Linked DNA regions of Ovis aries: region 1 is linked to region 2. The links are chromatin contacts, called in public Hi-C maps. All regions are on one chromosome and are shown on one strand. The core of a region is the stretch at or near the end of the contact, and the rest is flanking DNA. Distances in the headings are between cores, read along the strand shown. Region 1 overlaps ITPR1 (inositol 1,4,5-trisphosphate receptor type 1). Region 2 holds the start of BHLHE40 (basic helix-loop-helix family member e40).

What was found. Hi-C and Micro-C count contacts between places; a contact is called where the count stands out from the background.
Region 1: a contact with region 2 is called in a Hi-C map of blood, with 2.0 times the contacts expected there. The contact joins the enhancer-like site here to the promoter of BHLHE40 in region 2.

What each region holds. Positions count from the first base shown.
Region 1 is chr19:21,512,045-21,517,237 of ARS-UI_Ramb_v3.0, reverse strand. ITPR1 (inositol 1,4,5-trisphosphate receptor type 1) reads left to right here. Exons shown (of 57, transcript XM_060402187.1): 57 at 4,243-5,193. The coding sequence ends at 4,329. The region is part of intron 2 of LOC105603426 (a long non-coding RNA gene); the gene reads right to left. Among named protein-coding and RNA genes, the nearest start is that of BHLHE40, 130 kb to the right of the region's middle. Within about 2 kb of position 3,702, at least 10 of the 54 cell types and tissues checked have an H3K27ac peak or open chromatin away from gene starts, as enhancers often do.
Region 2 is chr19:21,381,238-21,386,280 of ARS-UI_Ramb_v3.0, reverse strand. BHLHE40 (basic helix-loop-helix family member e40) reads left to right here and starts at 2,080. Exons shown (of 5, transcript NM_001129741.1): 1 at 2,080-2,159; 2 at 2,321-2,390; 3 at 2,653-2,760; 4 at 3,765-3,888. The coding sequence starts at 2,080. LOC105603426 (a long non-coding RNA gene) reads right to left here and starts at 2,726. Exons shown (of 7, transcript XR_006057022.2): 1 at 2,156-2,726.

The DNA of each region.
Region 1 (5,193 bases), core at 2,453-4,952, 130 kb before region 2:
AAAATGACTGCAGCCATGAAATTAAAAGATGCTACTCCTTTGAAGGAAAGTCATGACCAACCTAGACAGCATATTAAAAAGCAGAGACATTACTTTGTCAACAAAGGTCCGTCTAGCCTATGGTTTTTCCAGTAGTCATGTATGGATGTGAGAGTTGGACTATAAAGCTGAGTGCCAAAAAATCGACGCTTTTGAACTGTGGTGTTAGAGAAGACTCTTGAGAGTCCCTTGGACTCGAGGAGATCCAACCAGTCCATCCTAAAGGAGATCAGTCCTGGGTGTTCATTGGAAGGACTGATGTTGAAGCTGAAACTCCAGTACTTTGGCCACCTGATGCAAAGAGCTGACTCATTTGATAAGGCCCTGATGCTGGGAAAGATTGAAGGCAGGAGGAGAAGGGGATGACAGAGGAAGAGATGGTTGGATGGACATGAGATTGGGTAAACTCCGGGAGCTGGTGATGGACAGGGAGGGCTGGCATGCTGCGGTCCATGGGGTTGCAGAGTCAGACATGACTGAGCCACGGAACTGAGAGATCAGTTGTGGTGACTAGAGTTTCCAGGCTGCTGAGAATTGGAGTAGCCACGGCCTTACTGTGACAGGAAAGCAGGCTGCAGCTTCCGTGTGCTGTGGATGAACTTTGTCTGCAGTGCGAGCCCTTAATCATTTACGCTGGTACAGCAGGTTTTGCCTATTTGCAGTTGACACTATTTTCATGAAAAATCTTATAGACATTTGGTTGCTTCTGACCTGTAAAGCTACCATATCATTTGCTTTCTGTTTAGACTGAGTCAAAAAGAAGGCATACAGAAATTGAAGGTAGTCTCTATATAGTTTATGAAGAAGAACATTGCTTCAAATGTTCATCCTTAGCAAAATGTGGATTTTGAGGGGTTTTCAATGTATCTACTACAAATGGGACATGTTGTACTAATCAAGATAGATTTTTCAGTATGAACATGTTGAGTTGTTACCTTAGATCTCAATCTGATGGATATTTTTATCTAGTCAGTTTTGTTTCAAATGTCCAGAGAGAATGTGCTAAGGGTAGACTTTGTTTTGATATGGGTAATAGTAACAGATGATAATGATGCCTTAAATAAGATATATAGAGTGTATGTGAATCTATGTAGACAGACAGGTAAGCAGGTTGAATTGAGCTAATAAAGCCAGGAATTATGTGAGAATGTGTAAAGGGACCAGGGGAACTCACCTGGTCAGCAGTGTTGAACTTGGTTTCTTATAGGCCAAATTAGTTCCAGGGTGGGGTCTGTTTCACTGACTATCTCAGAAATAGGCCAAGATCAACAGGAGAGTTACATTTTCATATACTTGAATGCTTTGAAGAAAAAAAAAAAAAATCCAAGCATATGAACTACTTTGTTTTCTTTCGTTACTGTTCCCATATAATTATCACTGGATGAGGACTGTGTCCAAAGGGCCAGATACTTAAGCAGCTGCCCCTGGTACTTTAACATTGATTACTCACTTAGATGACAGCCATTCTGTCTACAAGGCCATGGTTGATCGAAACGGAATTCAGGCAGTCAGATTTGTGTGCCGACCATGTACTCAACTGCAGAGAATCATTCCTGAGAAAATGTACCCAAAGTACTTTTAAAATATTCAAGTATATGAAAATGTAATTTTTTCTAAGGATCTTGGCCTATTTCTGAGACAGAGAAATGCTCTTCTAGAGCAGCAGTGTGGATCTAGATTCACAGCATTAACACTACCTTGGAACCTGTTAGCAATGCAGATTCACCAACCTTACCCTGAGCCTCCTCGATGGAAACTCTGTGGGCCCTTTGATCTGTGTTGTAACAAGCCTTCGAGGTGCTTCTGGCACATGCCAAAGTTTAAGAACTATTATTCTAGGGAAATAGGAAACAAAATTAAGTATGTGCTGAAAGTGAAAGTGTTAGTCGCCCCGTCATGTCTGACTCTTTGCCATCCCCCGGACTGTAGCCCGTCAGGCTCCTCTGCGCATGGAATTCTCCAGGCAAGGGTACTGGAGTGGGTTGCCATTTCCTTCTCCAGGGGATCTTTCCGACCCAGGGATGGAACCTCGGTCTCCTGCATTGCAGGCAAATTCTTTACTGTCTGAACCACCAAGGAAGAAGCCCCAGGGAAGTATGTGCTAGGTTCTTAAAACTACCAGGCACAACCTCTGCTTGAACAAAGATTTTGGCTGCTCACCTCAGTAGGGAGCTTCAAGATCAGGGACTGAGGGATGGTGATGTGATCGTTATTTTAGGAAGACAAACCTGGAGAATTAGAGTCGGACCACCACTGAGGTATCACGTGCTACCTATAGAAGAGGGAGGGAAGATGTGCCATTGGTTGGCTCATTTGCTATAACAAACGCAGATTTAGAAGCTTTCAAGAGAATGACTGAATAGCCAATAGATTGGAAATTCACAGGAAGCTGATTGGACACACAGGCATGAGGCTACACAACATACAGAGAAGATCATCTCAAATGTAAGTAGAAATTTATAGAAGACTTTCAGGAAAAACTTCAGTGGCCAACTTCAACCATGGAAAAATCTCAGCATCTTTAAATGGAAGCTATGAGTACCCATCAGTACAAGCTGAGCCCACCAAGATTCCTAAATCATTGAGAATGCGGAGTTTCTTAAATGTAGTGAGTTCTATTGGAGTCCTTCTCAAGGCTACCTGCCAAGGGACTAGTTTGGGGGTGAGAGTCTGGGCTGAGTATGTGAAGTATCAGTCAGTGACATGACCGACTGCATCACCATCTAGTTGTCAGTTTATTCCATGAGTCACAGGAGGTTCTCCTGCAGCTGAATCTGTGAAGTATAGTAGAGGATTGTGACACCTCCTGTGAAGATTTGTTGCTCATCTAAGGAGACTTTCGAGGCTAGCAGAATACCCCTAGTTCAACTCTTCATAAGGGGCTTTGTAAAGAGTTACCTTTTGGAAATACTCCTTGTAAATCTTCTCTCCTAAAATACAACTGAAGGCATTTCATAAAAGTCTCAACATAGTATTTTGATATGAAAGGAAAACTGCTGTTTCAAATAAGGCAAAATAACTACTTTAAATTGAACTGAGGTAACTTATTCTCGTTTTACTTTCTCTTGGGGTATTTTGTACCAAAAATTAGTCCAGGTGAAAACTGAGATTTAAGCATCTACAAAGTGACAGACACTATTAGAAAATTTACATACATCCTCTCTACGAGGTCAGAATTATTACCCTCATTATGTGAATGAAGAAACAGACTTTGAAAAGTTACAACATAAAACCTTATGGAAATAGGTCTGATTCCAGTGCCCACATTCTTTATATTAATACTACTAAACCCTAATTCCTCTCTGACTTTAGGAAGCCAAAAATGTAGAAGCAGGATCTAAGCCCACTTAGATAGAGATAACAATTTTATCAGATATTTCATATAGCTTTTTTACCTTAACTGACCTAAATGCCCAGCATCAAATCCAGAGTTGGGATAACTGGGTTAAGAAAAATGGAAATGCAGGGAGTTAATTATGCCCTGAAATAGGCAGAACTGAGCTAGATACCTGTCAATATGAGAACTGGTTTAGTTCAGCAGCCAAATAAAAGGTCCTAACTTCCTGTTTGCAGTTTTGAAAACACAGTTTCATTTGAGCAGCCTTAAGAAGCGTTCTTTCCTGACCTTAGTGTGTGTAGAGGGGTGAGGACTGGTCACCACTGAGTGCCAGGCCATGATTTATGTCATTCAGTCACCCTGGACCTGAGCTGCTAAGGACATTCTCATCTCCCTAGAAATGCTGTGTGATTGTTTTTTCTCTCTCTCAAAACTATCCAAGAACACCTGGAGAATAACCGAGACACCCGGAAGACAATGGACTTAATCTCTCTCAAACTTAGAGTTCTAAACACATTAGACAGTTTGAGTGTTTAGTGTGTTGCAACTCTTGTACAAAGCTATTATTTGGACATAGATTTGGGAAACAAGAATCTTGTGCTTTAACTGCTTTTTGTTCCTTTATGAAACAAGTAGCAAGCAGAATTTCTGAATGTCACATTGCATGACTAGGGCACAGAATTCCCCATTCTGCTCAGGTAGATGTCCTTTTTGAAGTTGTGTGTTTGATATACTAATTGGTATGCTATTTGTAGAAAGTGGGTTTCAGTATAAACCATAACCACAGAGGTAAGTCTATGGTTGAGTATACGATTTGACGTACAGGAAGTGTCTGGGTCTAATGATGAAACTTTTTAACTTTCCAGATGACAGAACAAAGGAAGCAGAAACAAAGAATTGGTCTTCTAGGACATCCTCCTCACATGAATGTCAACCCACAGCAACCAGCATAAGCAAATGAACTAAAGGCGTCGTATTTACCTTTTTAAATTATTTTTAGTGTGGGTCTGGCTAATTAGTTCTGATTCACCCAGAGAGGTTACATTTATGCTTAGTATATTTGTAAATACTCAGTTTTATACTGTATGTATATGATTGCTACTCTCCAGGTTTGGATATATGTATTGTAATTAGAATTGTTGGCAGGGTGAAATTTCATTTGTGCCAAAAAAAGTATTTAAAATGCCTTTTTGGGAAGGACTAAAGAAAGCACCTGACTTGCACTTGAACCACATGATAGATTTAAAAGTATATGACATGTATTTTGTATTTAAATCTAGAATAACCAGTATTTATGTTTTTTATAAAACTGTGCAATACCAATTATGCAATCACCATAAATCTATAACTCCTGTGTATCCTAAGGGGAGTGCACATCTTTGAAGCTGGTGTGTTAATAGTATGTAACAAATGGTTAAATGATGCTGCTGCCAAAATCATATTACTAGTGAGTTTCAGGCCCCCAGGCGTTTTGTACCTTATAATTACCCTGTGGTGATAGTACTTCTCGTTGCTAGTGGCACCAGTGCCTCTGTCTCCTAGTGACAGTGCTCCGAGACTCGGAACTGTCAGGTCAGCATTCATTTTAAGAAAAGCAACTTTAGTTTCAAAGATACTTTTAGGCTTCTGAATTGATCATTTAAACTATCTATGTCTTTTAAGTAAGAGCGGTAAATTAGAGGCTCAGACTTTAGTTTGCCAAGTTAGTGAATTTTTTAAAGGGAAATTTCTAAGCTCACGTTTGGGGTAAATGCATTATGCTAGCCCATCAATGTCATCTCCAAGGTGAATTTTGATGTCACTTTATAAAGAAATGG
Region 2 (5,043 bases), core at 831-3,330:
TCAGCTGTTTTCCCTGCTCCAGGCAGAGTTAGAAGGTCACAGAGGCCGGACTTTTCCGGGGGAGTGGGTGGGGGCCTCGGGCGGCCTCAGAGAGATTGCAGAGATCTGGAGCCGCTTGGAGGAGGCCCTTCTGCCCCAGGCTCCGGGCGATGGGTTAACGTCTCCCCTCTCCTCCTCTGCCCAGATATTGTGGTTCACATTAAATTTTTAAAAATAATTTTTTTTAATACCAAAAAAATTTTTTTAAGCCCACACTTTCTATCTTATCTTCTCCCTTCTCTTCACCAGCAGCACCGATACAATTTTCCCAGTACTGCCTTCCCCTCATTTCCCAGGGTAAGCCCTCCTCAGAGGTTCCTGTGAATTCAAGAGCAGCATCTGTGTTCCATTCACCTACAGTGTATCTGGCAGCGTATCTAAGCACAACGCCGGGCACAGGGTAGGGGGCTCAACCAACACTTGTCGAGTGAATGAACGCTAAGACGTCAGCGTGATGGGCAGTTTTTCCAAGTCTCTCTTTTCCATCCTGCCCCGGCTGCAGACCGCACACTGCGCCGCAGAAGTCCCCGGCAGGGGGAGATGGACGACCCCGACCCCCGGGAGCTCCTGTGCTCGGGGGTCTTGGTCCCCGGCCAGGGCAGAAGGGCGCTCTGTCAGGAGCTCTGCGGCCCAAGCCCAGGCCAGGTGAAGTGTCACGCCCCGCGCTGCCGCAGGGCAAGCGCCGCTGCCGCGGTTGTGTAACGTTGCAGCCCAAGGGGAGGGGACCCGGGCGCCTCTGCTCCAGTGGGGGCAGAGGAGGGAGGAAACGCAGGGCACCGCGCCCGGTCTCTTTCTGTGCTTGATCAGCCTAAGTGTGGGCCGGGGAGGGGGGTGGGGGCACTGGGGCACCCTGGGGGGTGCGCAAGTGAGTGTCCGCCGGCACGCAGACTGCGCCCCGGGAGCACAGCTCCAAAGGAGCCAGGGACCGCGGCGCACAGCCTAGCGGGTCAGGTGCGCGCAGCGTGCTCCGCGGCGGCCTCGCCTGCCCCTGCGCTTGGCTGCCAGCCCGCTTCCCATGGGGTGACATCCGCCCCGCCCTCCTCGGCCCCTCCCCACGGCGGGCGATTCCTGGACTCGGGGCCGAGGGGTGGGGGCAGGGAAGCCGGCGCGGAAAGAAACCCCAGCCTCTGGGGAAGGCAGGGGGGCCGGGCGACTCCCTCTGCTGCGCGCTGGTTCCTCCGAGCGGGCGCGCGGGGGGAGGAGGAGGAAGAGGGTTGGGCTGGAGCGAGCGAGGGGATATTCCTCTCCCGGCTTGAGTCAGACGCGGGCGGATCCGTCCTCCCCCGTTCCCTCCCAGGAGACGGGAACTTACTTCATTTCCCTGGGGCAGGTTCGCCCACGTTACCAACCTCCCCCCACCACCTCCCCGGCTCCCTAGCCCCTTCCAGCTTCCGCGCCCCTCGCCCAGCTAGGCAGGACCCAGACTGCCCTGCCAACCCCCTCTTCGGGGAAAGGCAGCCGCAGACACCTGGGGGCCGGGGCTGGGGGGTGGGGGCTCCCTCGCAGCCGCGGGAGCGTTGTCCAACACGTGAGACTCATGTGATGAAGCCGGGGGAGGGCGGGCAGGTCGCTCCTTCCCTCCCCGGCAGCGGCCAGACGTGCCTGGAGTCACAGGGTAGAACACGTAGCTCCAACCCACCCACTCGCTCCCATTTAACCCAGCCCGCAGCCTCTCCATTACTCCTCGGCTCTCCCCCACCATCCCCCCCCCCACTCCGCCCTAACCGCACCCCCCCTCCCTCCCGCCTCCCCGCCCGCCCCACTTCTCATTCACTTGGCTCGCACCGTGCAGACGGCACTGGGAGCACACACCGCCAGTCTGTGCGCAGAGCCGGAGCCAGAGGCCGCGGGTACACCATGCACGCCCCCAACTGAAGCAGCACCTCAAAGCCGCAGCTCTTCGCAGCCCAGCGGATTTCAGAGAGCTCTGACTCAGTGGAAGCCCTGCGGAGAGACCCCCGAAACCTCCTCCACGACAGTCCTCACCCGACGCTCCGCCACTGCAGACAGGAGCGCAGAGTGGCCCCGGCTCGCAGCGCAATGGAGCGGATCCCCAGCGCGCAACCGCCCCCCACTTGCCTGCCCAAAGCGCCAGGACTGGAGCCCGGAGACCTACCAGGGTAAGTTGGCACCCCTGGCCCCTTCAAGCCTCAACTCCAGTCCTGCCTTCTACGCGGCTTTCAACTCCAAGTAGTTCTGGGTGCATCCGGGGGTTCTTGCCAGTCAGGGCTCCTGCAACCGATGCGCAAGTCATGACCCTTCCTCGTCCCTCTCCCTGCAGGATGGATTTTGCCCATATGTACCAAGTGTACAAGTCGAGGCGGGGAATAAAGCGGAGCGAGGACAGCAAGGTAAGAGCACCGCGCCCCTGTGGACCCCAGGCCCTCGCACGCGCTGAGTTTCCAATAAAAGTTTTCTCACTTTAACGTTGGAGGGAGGTATGCAAGGTGTGGGCCCTGTGCCTCTACTGAGTGGCTTGGAGAAGAAGGGGCAGATAGGGTTCTGGGTGTGACTCTGCTCCACTGCCGAGACTCTTCTGCCGCGGGGTGGGAAAGGAGAAGCGCTTCTCACCTCCTTCCTCCCGCGCCCACCATCTCTCCGTGCGCTTTGCAGGAAACCTACAAACTGCCGCACCGGCTCATCGAGAAAAAGAGACGTGACCGGATTAACGAGTGCATCGCCCAGCTGAAGGATCTCCTCCCCGAACATCTCAAACTTACAGTAAGTGAGAAGCTGGCCCCTCTCCAAACCAGCTCCTCTGCCCAGAGGGCGGGCGAGGGTCACCCGCCGCCTGCAGGCTCCGCCAGGAACTGCAGACCAGATGGCTGGATCCTAGCTAGTGGCTGGCTCTGTTTGGGGGTACCCTTCTCCAGTCTCAGAATTTTCTGGCAACCTCGTGCAAATAAGATAAGAATCATTTGTACTTGTCCAGCTTGGCACCAACACCAGCCGGCCTTCCTTTGCTAGAGTTTAAGGTGATTCTCCGGGTTCTCCTTTTCTCACATTGAGCAAATCCAGCAACCCACTTTTTTTTTTTACCCCCTTCCCCACATCCCTTTTTAAAATAAGAGGACTTGTTTTGATGTGTCTTTTTTTTTTTTTTTTTTACGTCCTGTCCTTTCTTGGCGATTGTCAATAGCTTACTAGATTGGCAACCTTTGGTTGGGGAAAGAAGAGAAAAATAGTATTTAGGAGAAAATAGTATTTAGGAAGGAACAAAAAAGCGTAGATGAGCTAGAAGTTATGACAGGGTGTCAGGAAAGAAACTAGGGAAAGCCTCTTGGCTGCCAGACACAGTAGAAGTCTCTACTAGGGTTGACACCACTGCAGAGAAATGTTATCTCTGGATTCCCCTGAGTTAAGGTCAGCAACGGCTGCTGGAAAAATTTATCTGTCAAAGCTTTCTCCTGAGCTAGCTGCTGCTTCCAAAATGCCTCCAAAGATGGGGTACACTTGTTTGCTGTCCTCTAATCAAAAATATATGCATATATACATATTTTTAAACATCATCTATAAACTTAAAACTTAATTTAGCCAACCAGGAACAGACCTTTTTATCCCCCTTTAGAGACATTCGGTGGTGGTGGTTTAGTCGCTTAGTGGTGTCTGACTCTTGCGACCCCATGAAGTGTAGCCCAGGCGACTGATGAATCTCATGGCTAATTAGTATCCCAGAGGTGGGACTTCTCTGAGCTCACTGCTGACGGAGGCTCTTTTTATTCCAGACTTTGGGTCACTTGGAAAAAGCAGTGGTTCTTGAACTTACCTTGAAGCATGTGAAAGCATTAACAAACCTAATTGATCAACAACAGCAGAAAATCATTGCCCTGCAGAGCGGTCTGCAAGCTGGTGAGTACCATGTTTGGCTATCATCTCCTTAGAGTTCTAGCACAAATAGAGAGCCTGTAAGCTCAACATCTGGTGTAAGAAACATTCCCGCAACAAATTGCTTATGCATGTTAGTTGGGGGAGATGCTGTTTTATCTTTCCTAAAAGGTCAGACTTTTCATTTGGAATGCTGCTGTGTGCCACCTGGCATGAATACATATTAGTCAAATGGTAAAATATTTCTGTGGCATTTTGGCTTAAGAGTTTCTGGGGTTCTGGGAGTCCCCTCCACTTTGAAAATGCCAAGGCACCTATAATTTGCATCGTGGGTGTTTTACAGTTGTTTTCCTTAGCCCTGTTTCATTGGAGAATAAATCATGGGTATGCCCCAGTGTTTTAATGTTTCTCCACTTCCTTATCCCTCGGTGTGTGGTATGAGCCTGGCAAGATGACAGCAGTAGTTTTTCCTGCATTTCATGTGGTTCCCTGAATAGCCACTAGGTATCTCGGTGAATTACACAATCTAACGAAACCACTGAAGTTTCATCACCCATTTCTACGGACTTCCAGAGAATCACAGTCATCTAACCGTCTGGTCTCACCCATTCCAAATAATACTGTACAAACGAGGGAGAAATTCCTCTACCCACTCCCTCGTTCTTCTCTCCTCTCCTCTCCAAACCAGGACAATGAGGAAGTCGTTCTGCCAGTTGCCTCATTGAAAACAGAAAGATGGTCATACCTAACTTCCTGGGGATCATGGATACACTATATGAGAAAAACCTAGAAATAGCCTTTAAATATAGCAGCATGACTGCAACTTGTATAAGCCATTGAAAATAAGCGTACTTTAGGTGACGTGGTTCCTTCATTCTCATTTTTTGACTGGTCACTGTCCATCTCACTATGGTAAGATGATGTTCTGTAAATTGACTCTGGTTATGAGCACACTAGGATGATTATGGCTGTGTTACTTATAACGAAAACTCAAGAATTCCTTAGAAATGCAACAAGAGGGGAAACCGTCTGTCTCTGTCAAATGTGGTCTATGCCTATGATATTACACAGCCATTACAAATCATATTTTATCTCTGAGAGGTAGAATTATGGATGATTTTTAGTTTAATCTTTATACTTTTCAGTGTAATTCAAATTTCCCCTGATCATATTACTCTT